Linked DNA regions of Canis lupus: region 1 is linked to region 2. A link is a contact called in public Hi-C data. All regions are on one chromosome and are shown on one strand. Each heading gives the region's core, a stretch centred on a gene start, on an enhancer-like site or on the middle of the called end of the contact. The rest is flanking DNA. Distances are from core to core; before and after follow the strand shown. Region 1 has its middle 51 kb from the start of AKAP6. Region 2 holds the start of GPR33 (probable G-protein coupled receptor 33).

Region 1 (5,560 bases), core at 1,674-4,173, 630 kb after region 2:
ATAGGTGTGAGTGAATGAGATGTGCCATCCTCTGCCAGCCAAGCGGTTCTGTGATTCTCGGTTTCCGAGAAGGTGAAATTTCCAGCTCAGAACTTGTGTATCTGAAGGATGCCACTTGGCACCCTTCTTCTGAAGCCAAGTTGGGACTGAGTGAGACCTAATGTCTAGGGTTCAGTGTATTGATAACTCTCTACCAAGATCTCATTTGTTGCTGAGTGATGTTTTAGGCCCCAACAGGATCTATGTCCCCTTGACTTCTGCCAGCACTTCGGGGCTGACTGCTCTCTACCGTTGTGGGGGTAGAGGGGATCTGAGTGGTTTCAGTCAGGAGCCTCACTAGGTTCATTGGCCTTGCAGGGAGGACTGGGGGTGGGAGGGGGGAAAGCAAAGGAGAGGCAGGCAGGGTGGCCTTGACTCTTTTCCCAGGTGTCTTTGCTGTGTTTGAACCACAGGACTAGGGATTTAAACTTCTCCACCATATGGATCTGCATTTAGATTGCGTGATGCAACCTTCTCACATCCCTTTCCTCTCTCTATCTTTCTGCTGCCTCTTCGTTTGAATTTAATGCCAAGTTCTGCAATGCAATAGGGTCTTTGGAAAAGAGATGTAATATATTTCTACCTCGTATTATGAATTTGTTGCATATTTGGAGTCTCATTTCACCACCTCATCAGCATCCTGTGGCTTCATGAGTAGTGTCAGCAGTTGGTTTCAAATATCAAGATAAAAGCACCTACTTTCTTTTTTCATTACCACAAAGTTCTTTATTATTATAGCCTTATTTTCACTATATTCAGATGGGAGAACTCTTGATTAACTTCATTTTGCAGAATAAAATTCAGATATGGGAAAGCTCAAAAAAGGCAGTTAATTACATTCAGGTGATGGGCCTGGCTACACCAGTTCATTAGTATCAACCTGGCTGTGCACTTGAGTTTTAAGAAGTATGATGCCCCGGTCTCACCTAAGCTAATGACAACTGGCAGTCCATTAAGGAGGTGTGACGGCAAGGATATTTTAGTCTTTTCAGATGAATCTACTGGGTAAATATGGTTGAGATTGCTGCCGAATTTACTAAGAGGGCAAGATGTCATTCTCACTGTTGGAATTAGGAAATTATGGGAATGGTTGTAAAACACATTTCAAAAAATATACCTGATAATGTTAAATTAAAACTTGTTTTTGCTCTTCTTTTCAAACCAATGAGCATTTTGTTTATGAAGGTTTTTGGATAGCAACAGGTACAAGGGTTTGTCTTTATGTTTTTCATTTTAAAGATTAAAGCTTCAGGGTATTAGGACTAGAAATGCTCATGATTTGTTTCATCAGAACCTTATTGAATATATTGGTGTGTCCTGTGCTAACCCCCTTGCGTGCTGTGTTGGCAGACGACTGTGCTAACCTTAGTGATTTCCAGTGAGGTCGAGCAGAGTCCCCCCAGGGGACTATTCAGAGTCACATTCCCAGAGTAAGCCTTTTTCAAACTATACCCCATATCACATCCCCCAGCCTCCCCATTCTAAGGGTCTTAGTTAAGTACTACTACAGTAGTCAGCCTTGGTAATTGATGGGAGTGAGAGCAGACATTAGGTTGAGATCCACTTTTCTTAAAAATTTCTGTGACACTATATAAAGTATGGTATATTTTAGCCTTGACTTTAGAGCTTTATGTGGAAATGTCAGAGTAGCTGTTGCAAAAAAGCTGGGATTGGAACATTTTTGCATTTTGTCTGAAAGTTTGATGTATCTGTAGTTGGGATTCTGTCCCTTTTAGGAATAGAGTTTAGAGCAAAAAGGAAACCATTCTGTGTAAGATTTGCCCTAAAATGGCACCTCAGACTGGCCGAGTCCCTCTTGAACCACTTTGAGATTCTTCAAGTTTCTAGCTTGGCTGGATTGTTTTTGGAGCCAAAGAGACTTCTAATCATTAGCATTGGTGAGTTGTTGCTCATTAGCATTTGTGTGAACCAACAAAGGGTGTGAAACCCTAGCTTGTGGTGGGGGGAGGGTGAGAAGGATTGTTTCTCCTTGGATTAATACCAGAGTTATTTCCCTTGGTGCAGATCCATTCTTCTCTGTGTGGGAATGTTTAATGTTCATACTGTTAGGTGTGAGTCTCATTCAGAGAACTTATATTAACTACATATTTTGCTCAGCTTATATTAAAAAACCCACAAACCCAACAAAATACTCTTTGTCATGATGGTTTGCTCGGAAATTTGAAAAGGCATTCTGCTGTATGAGAGCTTTTCCTGTGGTGCAGGTCCACCGTCATTCAAGCAAAGAGTTAACTGAGGCCAGAGACGCTCCTCTGGCAGCCTGCAGGCTTTGTGCAGGAGCCAAGTTGGGGGCTGGGAGAAGCTGATATTCATTTGTTTGTGTATGAAGCTTTCATTCTCAAAGTCTTAGACATCACATACCAGGAAAGATGATTGTGAAAAGCAGGGACAAACTCAAGTGTTTCCTGGCTGTTCTGGTTGCCTCTGACACATTTAAATCTGCCTGACAGTGTTTGCCACTTGGTTGTATAAACAGGATTTTCTTCTCCAGTGGTTAGTGGGGGTTAATTATTAATGTCCAGCAGTTCTCATAAATCCTGTTATGTGAGCCCATATGTTACATGAGTCGTGAAGTACAACCTTTAGTTTGCACATCTTCAGCCCTCCCTTTCCATTGCACCATATGTAAGCTTTACCCCTGGAGTTATGTAGCTTCAGGTGATGGAATGGGCTTCGATTCTGAGAAACTTTGTGGAAGGGTTGTGCAAGAGGCCTAACTAGAAATGTCTCCCAGGACCCTGGAAGCTCCGGTCACTTCCTTCTTCTCCCTGTGGCCAGCTCCTGGGGTCTGAATATGGCAACAGCACCCCCTAGTGTGTGACAGGGCAAGGATGGGCTCCTGGTTAACGCGATGAGGAAGGAAGGGCTCTGTCTTCACAGAGTGAGCTGTGGGAAATCGGCGGCTTGCATTCATTTAACTCTACGGTTGAGCCTACATGTGCAACAGCAGCATGTCTTCTAGGTTTTGATAGCTGAGAAAGGAAGATAGAGACAGCAGGAAGATAGGGATTTAGATTATCTTACAAAGACATGAAAGCTAAGGAGAGCCCCAGGAGTGTATCAGGAGGTCACTAGGGAAGGGAGCTATTCCTAAGAACAACTTGCCATTCTCCCAAAGAATTCAAAGCTTGGCCTCCTGCGTGGAGAGGAGGATGGATAGGGCCTGGCCACAAAGGCTTTCCATTGCTGACTGACACTGGGCCTGCAGAGGGGCCAAAGCCACCTTTTAGAGTAAAACTGAAATTCCAAGTCCTCCAACAGCCGCTTAAAGGCTACTTACTAGTGTATAAATATGATCAATGGGTGTTACCTGACAACAGAGTTTTGGTCAAAGGAACTAGACTTAAGTACAGGGAGTGAACGGAGGGTAGAGATGGATTACAGAGAGAAGGGAAGAGGGATGCTTCCTTCATTTTGTTCATCTAACAAATATTTATTGTGGGGCTGCTATTCAGTGTCGGTTTCTGTTGTAGGTATTTGGGGTACAGATGGGAATAAAACAGAGTCCCTGCCCTCTTGAAGCTTATATTCTTTACATTTGCCAAGGGGCAGGTTACCACAGCTCAGTTCTCTATGCTGACATTTTAAAATGTGATTTCTTTCCAGGCAGAATGTGTTCTGAGAACATGGAAAGTATCTACTCCTCAAAATTGTGTCTGCTCCAAGTTTTCTGAAAACTCTAGCTCGAACCCCTTGTTCATTAAAGATGCGTTTTCTGAGAGAACTAACAACGAAGCCGGTGGCCTTGGCCCTGTGCTTATTGTCTGGTGAAAATGAACAACATAACAAGACTCCGAGGGCCCAGGATACTGAGGGTAGATTTGTAACTCTGGCAAAGTGTGGTCTCGGGGAGTTCGTTTTTCAGGGCCAGGGTTTCCTCATCTGTAGCAGCAGCCACATTCATTCCTGTGTCAGATCCTTTCAGCTCTCTACTTTGCACGGCAGACAGCATCTGGGAGAGCACAGAGCATGAGCACCCCTGAGAACACTGGATAATCATTTGAGGGTGGGAGCAGGACCAGATTAGACACTGAAAAAAAAAAAAAAAAAAAAGAGGGGGAGTGTGGAGGAGTGTGGTTTGACAATCAAATTTGGGCTATTTAAAGAATGTTTCTGGGGCATTTATTCCTGGGTCCAATTTCTGACTAGAAAATGTCTAAAAGGGAGGGTGGTGGTTGTGGATGTGGTTGTTGCAGATTTTGGGGGAGGTGCAATTACTTATACTTTTATAGGTCAGTTAAGTTTTGAAAATTATCTACAGAACTCCTGGTCATCGATTGTATACCTGAGCTGTATCCGCTGCTGTTAAGAGCTTTGTGGGGTGGATTTTCTTATTTCATAGTGTTTTCCCTTTAACTCTCCTGTTTAGGATAGAAGTCAAGTTCCATAGGCTGATAGTCTTTGAATCCTAGAGAGCAAGTGACCTACTTACTTACTATTGTGTCTGAAATATTCAATTAGAGTGCATTTCAGGAAATACTTTTTCAGCTTGAAATATGATTTCACTTTTGTGAAAACAGACTGCAGTAGAGAGATACCTTTTGGTTTTCTTGGCTATTCTCCTGACCTACTACTGTATGGTAACTAGACACTTATGTGCCTTCTCTCCTTGGAACAAGGCAACGTAAAGGCCACTGGCTTCTTTAGAAATGATAATACATAACTATTATCTACCTTTATAAACACATGTGATGAAGATTAATGAAAACTTTGATAGGGTTCAGAAACTTTTTAAAAAATGCGTGAGTTAATGTGCTGGGCTTTCTAACAGCTAGAACATGTTGATCCTGGTGTTTGGAGTTTTTTGGTTAGGCTTTCCTGACTTTGTGGTCCTTCTCTTTGTGAAGAATTTCAGCCTCTCAGTGAAGAGCAAAGCACTGTGTAAACAGGATTCAGGGATGGAATGTGGGTGGGGCTTTTTGTTTGCAAAATTTCCTCTTTCACAAGGCCAGCTTTTAAAGAAATAAGACCAGGGACCTAATGAAAGGCAGAAACCTTGGGTGGCTCTGGAGTTTTCGATGTGTGTGTTCTGCCCTCTGCTGGAAAAGGATCACCAAGCTGGGAAAGCTGACGGGCAAAGCTAGGGAGTCTGTGCATTCCTGGCCCCTCCATCTCTTTCCCAGGGCTGGGCAGAGTACAGCAAAGCTCATGAAATGCCATGATGCACTTGGATTTCTGATGGATGATCTTCATTCACAAGGTCCTACAGGGATTTCCTCACCAGTTGCTGAGGTTGGGGCCGGCTGCCTCAGTCTCAGACTGCTGTGGGAGCCTGTATCACAGCATCCTCTGGCCTCATTCCTCGGGATACAGGGTGTGTTGACCAGGCTTGCCTTGAGGTTCTTTTCACTGGCTTTAAGTGAAAACAAAACAAAATTTTAGATCCAACATAGGGGCCAGGGTGGCTTGTTTCATTGTGATGTCAGTACAAGAGGGCCAACTGACCTACTGAGGAAAGGAATGCCCTTTTTTCCTGAGGTTATAATCTCTTTATTTTCCA
Region 2 (5,422 bases), core at 953-3,452:
CTGGGATGCAGTGGGATGGAGAAAACAGACCAGCAGCAGGAGGTGCGATGTGACTGAGATGATAAATATGGTGGAAACTGGGTAGATATTGGGGTATGAGTAGAAATGGAGAAACAAAATTGCATGGAGAATTTCTGATACTGTGTATGGATGGCCTTTGTGTATCTGTGTATGTGTATCTGTCTTTGTGGTGTGTCTGTGGTCTGTCTGTATATCTCAGGTGCAGTTGTCTGCATATGTGGATATATAGTCTTGTGTGTGTCTCTGTGGTGTGTTTGAATCCATTGGGTGTGCATGGAGGTGTGTGTGTGTGTGTGTGTGTGTTTGTGTGTGATCTTTGTATCTGTGGTACAGTAATGTGTGGCCTTTGTGTGTATAGTGTATGGTTTCTGTGGCTTGTGTGCATTTATCTATGTAGTGTGTATTTATGTGGTGTTTGTATGTCTGTGAGGTGTGTGTGTGGTCTTTTTGTGTATGTGTATAAGACACTGGATACCTGAATTTTAGGGAAGTTATTTTTAAACAGTTGTGTGACCTCTAGAAGGGCATCTGAAAGTAATATAGGAATTGAACAAAATCAATATGGGTAGTGGTTCTGAAAAGTATATAAATTTTCCCAGGAACTTTGATTTATTGCATATACCAGGAGATTTCTTCATTTTTAAAAAGGATTTTTATTTATTTATTCGTGAGAGACAGAGAGAGAGAGAGAGAGAGAGAGAGTGGCAGAGACACAGGCAGAGGGAGAAGCAGGCTCCAAGCAGGGAGCCCGATGTGGGACTTGATCCCTGGACTCTGGGATCAGGCCCTGAGCCAAAAGCAGACACTCAACTGCTGAACCACCCAGGCATCCCATATTTCTTCATTTTCAATGATCTTTTAACATGGTTTTAAAGTACTTGAGTATAAATTAGTGGGGCAGAACCTGGGCTCTGGTGTCCCACAGAACTGGGATTCCATTCTATTTCTACCACTTACCCGCTCTGTGGACTCTTAACTCTGAGCCCCTTTCACCTTCTAAACCCCAATCAGTTTTTATGAGGATGAAATAACATAATGTATATAAAACACTTAGCTCCTTTCATGGCATACATTAAGCACTCTAACTTTTTACCTATTATTTTATTACTGCAGGTGACATTCCTTTCTTCTTCAAAGCCTCTCTGCTGAATTCTAGAGTTCCAGCAGTGATTTCCAGAAGAATCAAAATGTTCTTCTGTGGGGGCAGAAATTCTCAGATTTAGAGTTATTTTGAGACCTTGCTATAGTGATACCTTTGGCATGCTGGCTTTCAGGTAGACCCCACCTCTGCTTGGGAACACTGCTCCTGTCGGGATGGGCATGAGAACTTCAGGAAGCTGATCTGTGTTAATTTAGATACTTTATTGTAATGTAGTAGTACAGAAGTGACATTAAGTAGTATGTTCTTTTCTATCTTTCATACTAAAGCTCTAAAAACTTTCCCAAGAGTTAAATTCACTTACTCTTCTCTCAACAGTGTGTTCATCATTAGCAATGACCTATCCTGTGTAGTGCAACAGCATTTAATTAAAAAATAAAGCACTGGCCTTCCCCCAAATGATACTTTTCCTTTATAATGCTCAAATATGGAGATTTTTGATATATTGGAGATTGCACGGTCTCTACACTCTGCATCTGAATTTCCTGTTGAGTTCATTGCTGTGGCAGGCACTGTCCTCCGGCAATAGCACAGCCACTTATAGTCTTCCTCACTGCCTGCTACAGAGACTAGAAAGACGTGCACTCATTTTCTCAAATTTCCTTACAGCAAGTGATTCAGTTCTAATCATCAAGTGATTCATATGATTCAGTGAATCATAAAGAGATGCCACCTGTGTAGTTTCTGGGGTTTGGAAGCTGATCTGGAGTAAACCTAGATGGTTTATTTCAGATGATAGCACCAGGATAAAACCTGCTTGCCCAGGGACTCTTACCTTGGAGTTATATCGGCATGTCAGATGGTCTTAGGCAGGCCAGAGTGATTCTAAACCAGCAGTCTGTTCTCCACGGACAGAGACAAAAATCAGTGACACTGTTACTTCATTTCATCTGCCTTTCTTCTCACTGATGCTATTCCCCAGCTTTGAACCTACTATTTAAATATTCCTTGAGGCCTTCTTGCTCTTTCCCAGTTCCTTTTTCTGTGAAATATATGCCAAAGAGGAGGAGGTAGAGAAATGAGTACTTCTTCAAGTCCTTTCTCCATTTTAAGAGGAAATTAAAAAAAAAATTCCATAAACAGTCATTCTATTTAGGGTCGATAAACTTGTTGCAGGTGTTAAAACACTGATTAAAAATGATATCCTTGGGATCCCTGGGTGGCGCAGCGGTTTGGCGCCTGCCTTTGGCCCAGGGCGCGATCCTGGAGACCCGGGGTCGAATCCCACGTCGGGCTCGCTGCATGGAGCCTGCTTCTCCCTCTGCCTATGTCTCTGCCTCTCTCTCTCTCTCTGGGTGACTATCATAAATAAAAAATAAAAATAAATAAAAATAAAAATGATCTTCTCATATGTGGTCATCCATCAGGCACCCACTCTGCCTTGAGGGTAGCATGTTCATTAGCATGTGGAGCATGGTGTTGGGTACATAGGGAAGTGGTACATATCAAGCATGGAAAAAAGTGAGTCTGGAAATGAGCTACCTAATCCCGCTGGAGTGAAAATAGGAAGAAAAACAAAAATTGAGTTTCGCATTAAAATGAAATGTGTGAGGGCAGGGAAAAGATTAATATTATTTAGTTGGGAAAGATGAAGACTTTTATCTTTTGCTTGCATCTGTACAATTGTTAAAAATGGTTGTGAAGAACACAGAGTTGGGTACCATATCATGGAAGATGATCTCGTTATAAGGAATCCGCAACACAGGTAATATATTTATGAACTGAGTCCTACATTTCCTATTTTCTTCTGTCCAATACATCTCTGAAATTTTTTAGGATTAGCTTCTGTGTCGACCCTAGTGTCCTAATTTCTTTCCCGCTCAGTTTCCTCTTGATCTCTGCTCTGCCAGTAGAGAAAAATACATCAAAACCTCTGTGTGGCTTCAGTGCAGAAGCTCAGGAATCAGTTACCTAGTTTGTGTTAGAATCTTAATGCTTTCATTGCTACTGTAGCCTTGTTAGAAATAGGCTTAAATTTTAGTTCTCAATTCATTTGAGACTGTGACTTTCACCCTAAGAACTGATCTTCTTTGCTTCAGGATAAGTTTTCAAACTTGCTACTGGATTCTAAGAATGATTTCTTGCTCAGATTTCATGCCCTTTGGGTTAATTCACACATCTGGGAGCAGCCTGAGATATTATTTTATTCAAATCTGCTAATTTTGAAGATTAGCAAACTGAGGTGCAGAGTTAAGTGATTCACAGTAGTTTTCACCAATAAAAGAACAAGGGCTCCTTCCACTGCCCTCTGCTGTTTTATTGATAAAAAAGGTGGGGGATGTGGACTATGCTTTTCCTTCTCTTTCTTTCATTCTGTATTTTCAAATTTTATAATTAGTAAAATTAATAAATAACAAACATATTAGATACTGTTAACACCCCAAATATACAAGGGTTAGTACCACCATTAAAGAGCCTAAAATTTAACTCTTTAATAACTGTCCTCAGAAATACTGTAATTAAAAAAAAAAAAAAAGAAATACTGTAATTAGTGAGTTTTTTCTTCGAATAGATAGTTAAACCAATGACATTAACTCTTTTGGGAAATAAGCAGACTGTTTGAGGAAGTTATCTTCTCTTCTGTGGCTTTGGTGATGTGACTTCATTCATTTCACTTTTATATTTCACATCAAGTCAGGTGGTTTCAAGAAAAGCAGTCATGGAAACAGAAACTGTTTTATGTTGTTTTGATATAATCACAGTATGAAATATATGGAAATGTGGAAGCAGATGATGTTGCAAAATCAAATGCTTAAAAGTCTAGGAACTCATCTTTGTATATAATTTTTAGAGCTGAGAGACACCAAGGAATTAATTTCATTTAATTCCTGATTCTATAGGTGAATAGACTAAGACCCATAGAGATATTTGAGAGCTTCTCCTAGATTCCATTATTAGTTAATAAATGAGTTGGGACAGAAATAATGTACACTAAAAATACTGATGCACTATATTGATTGCACAAGAAAGTATATGATAGAAAAAAACTCCTATATAGAAATCTCAACTCTGCTACTTATTTGTATAACTTTTCTGAGTCTCTTTTCTCATTCCTAAGTGTAAAAAGAAAGAAAGAAAATCTCTGTTTTTTCCCTTGCATGAGATTTTCATGTTTTTTTTTTTTTTAAGATTTATTTATTTATTTATTCATGAGAGACAGAGAGAGAGAGGAAGAGACATAGGCAGAGGAGAAGCAGGCTCCCCGCAAGAAGCCTGATGCGGGACTCAATCCCGGATTCTGGGATCACGCCCCGAGCCAAAGGCAGACGCCCAACTGCTGAGTCACCCAGGCATCCCAAGATTTTCATGTTTAATCCCTCAGTATTTAATATAGTACTTTGTACAAAGTAAATTTTATTTTATTTTATTTTTTAATTTAAACTCAATTAATATATAATGTATTATTAGTTTCAGAAGTACAGGTCAGTGATTCATCAGTCTTACATAATTCCCATCACATATGTGGCATCCTTAATGCCCATCACCCAGCTACCCCATCCCCCACACTCCCCTCCCCTCCAGCAACTCTCAGTTTGTTTCCTATGATTAAGAGTTTCTTATGGTTTGTCTCCTTCTCTGATTTTGTTGTTTATGTTTTCCTCTCTGCCCCTGTAATCCTCTTTTGTTTCTTAAATTCCACGAATGAGATATATGATAATTGTCTTTCTCTGATTGATTTATTTTGCTTAGCGTAATACCCTCTAGTTCCATCCACGTCATTGCAAATGATAAGAATTCATTCTTTTTGATGACTGAGTAGTGTTTCACTGTGTGTGTGTGTGTGTGTGTGTGTGTGTATTGTGTATATATACACATCACATCTTTATTCATCTGTCGATGGACATCTGGGCTTTTTTCATAGTCTGGCTATTGTGGACATTGCTGCTATAAACATTGGGGTGCAAGTGCCCCTTCGGATCACTCCATTTGTATCCACATCCTCGCCAACATCTGTCATTTCCTGACTTGTTCATTTTAGCCCTTCTAATTGGTGTCAGGTGGTATCTCATCGTGGTTTTGATTTGTATTTCCCTGATGCCAAGTGATATGAGCATATCTTCATGTGTCTGTTGGCCATTTGTAAGTATTGTTTGGAGAAATGTCTGTTCATGTCTTCCTGTTTCTTGATTGGCTTATTTGTTCTTTGGGTGTTGAGTTTGATAAGTTCTTTATAAATGTTTTGATACTAGCTCTTTATCTAATAAGACATTTGCAAATATCTTCTCTCCTTCTGTATATTGT

What was found. Hi-C and Micro-C count contacts between places; a contact is called where the count stands out from the background.
Region 1: a contact with region 2 is called in a Hi-C map of skin fibroblasts, with 2.6 times the contacts expected there. The contact joins the enhancer-like site here to the promoter of GPR33 in region 2. A contact is called at or near these places in 4 of 9 Hi-C or Micro-C datasets (amygdala, blood, liver and 1 more).

Annotation. Positions count from the first base shown.
Region 1 is chr8:11,493,703-11,499,262 of UU_Cfam_GSD_1.0, forward strand. No RefSeq gene overlaps it. Among named protein-coding and RNA genes, the nearest start is that of AKAP6, 51 kb to the right of the region's middle. Within about 2 kb of position 2,924, at least 6 of the 20 cell types and tissues checked have an H3K27ac peak or open chromatin away from gene starts, as enhancers often do.
Region 2 is chr8:10,868,265-10,873,686 of UU_Cfam_GSD_1.0, forward strand. It overlaps GPR33 (probable G-protein coupled receptor 33), which reads right to left and starts at 2,203. Exons shown (of 2, transcript XM_038544027.1): 1 at 1,956-2,203. All of the region lies in intron 2 of LOC119872986 (a long non-coding RNA gene), which reads left to right.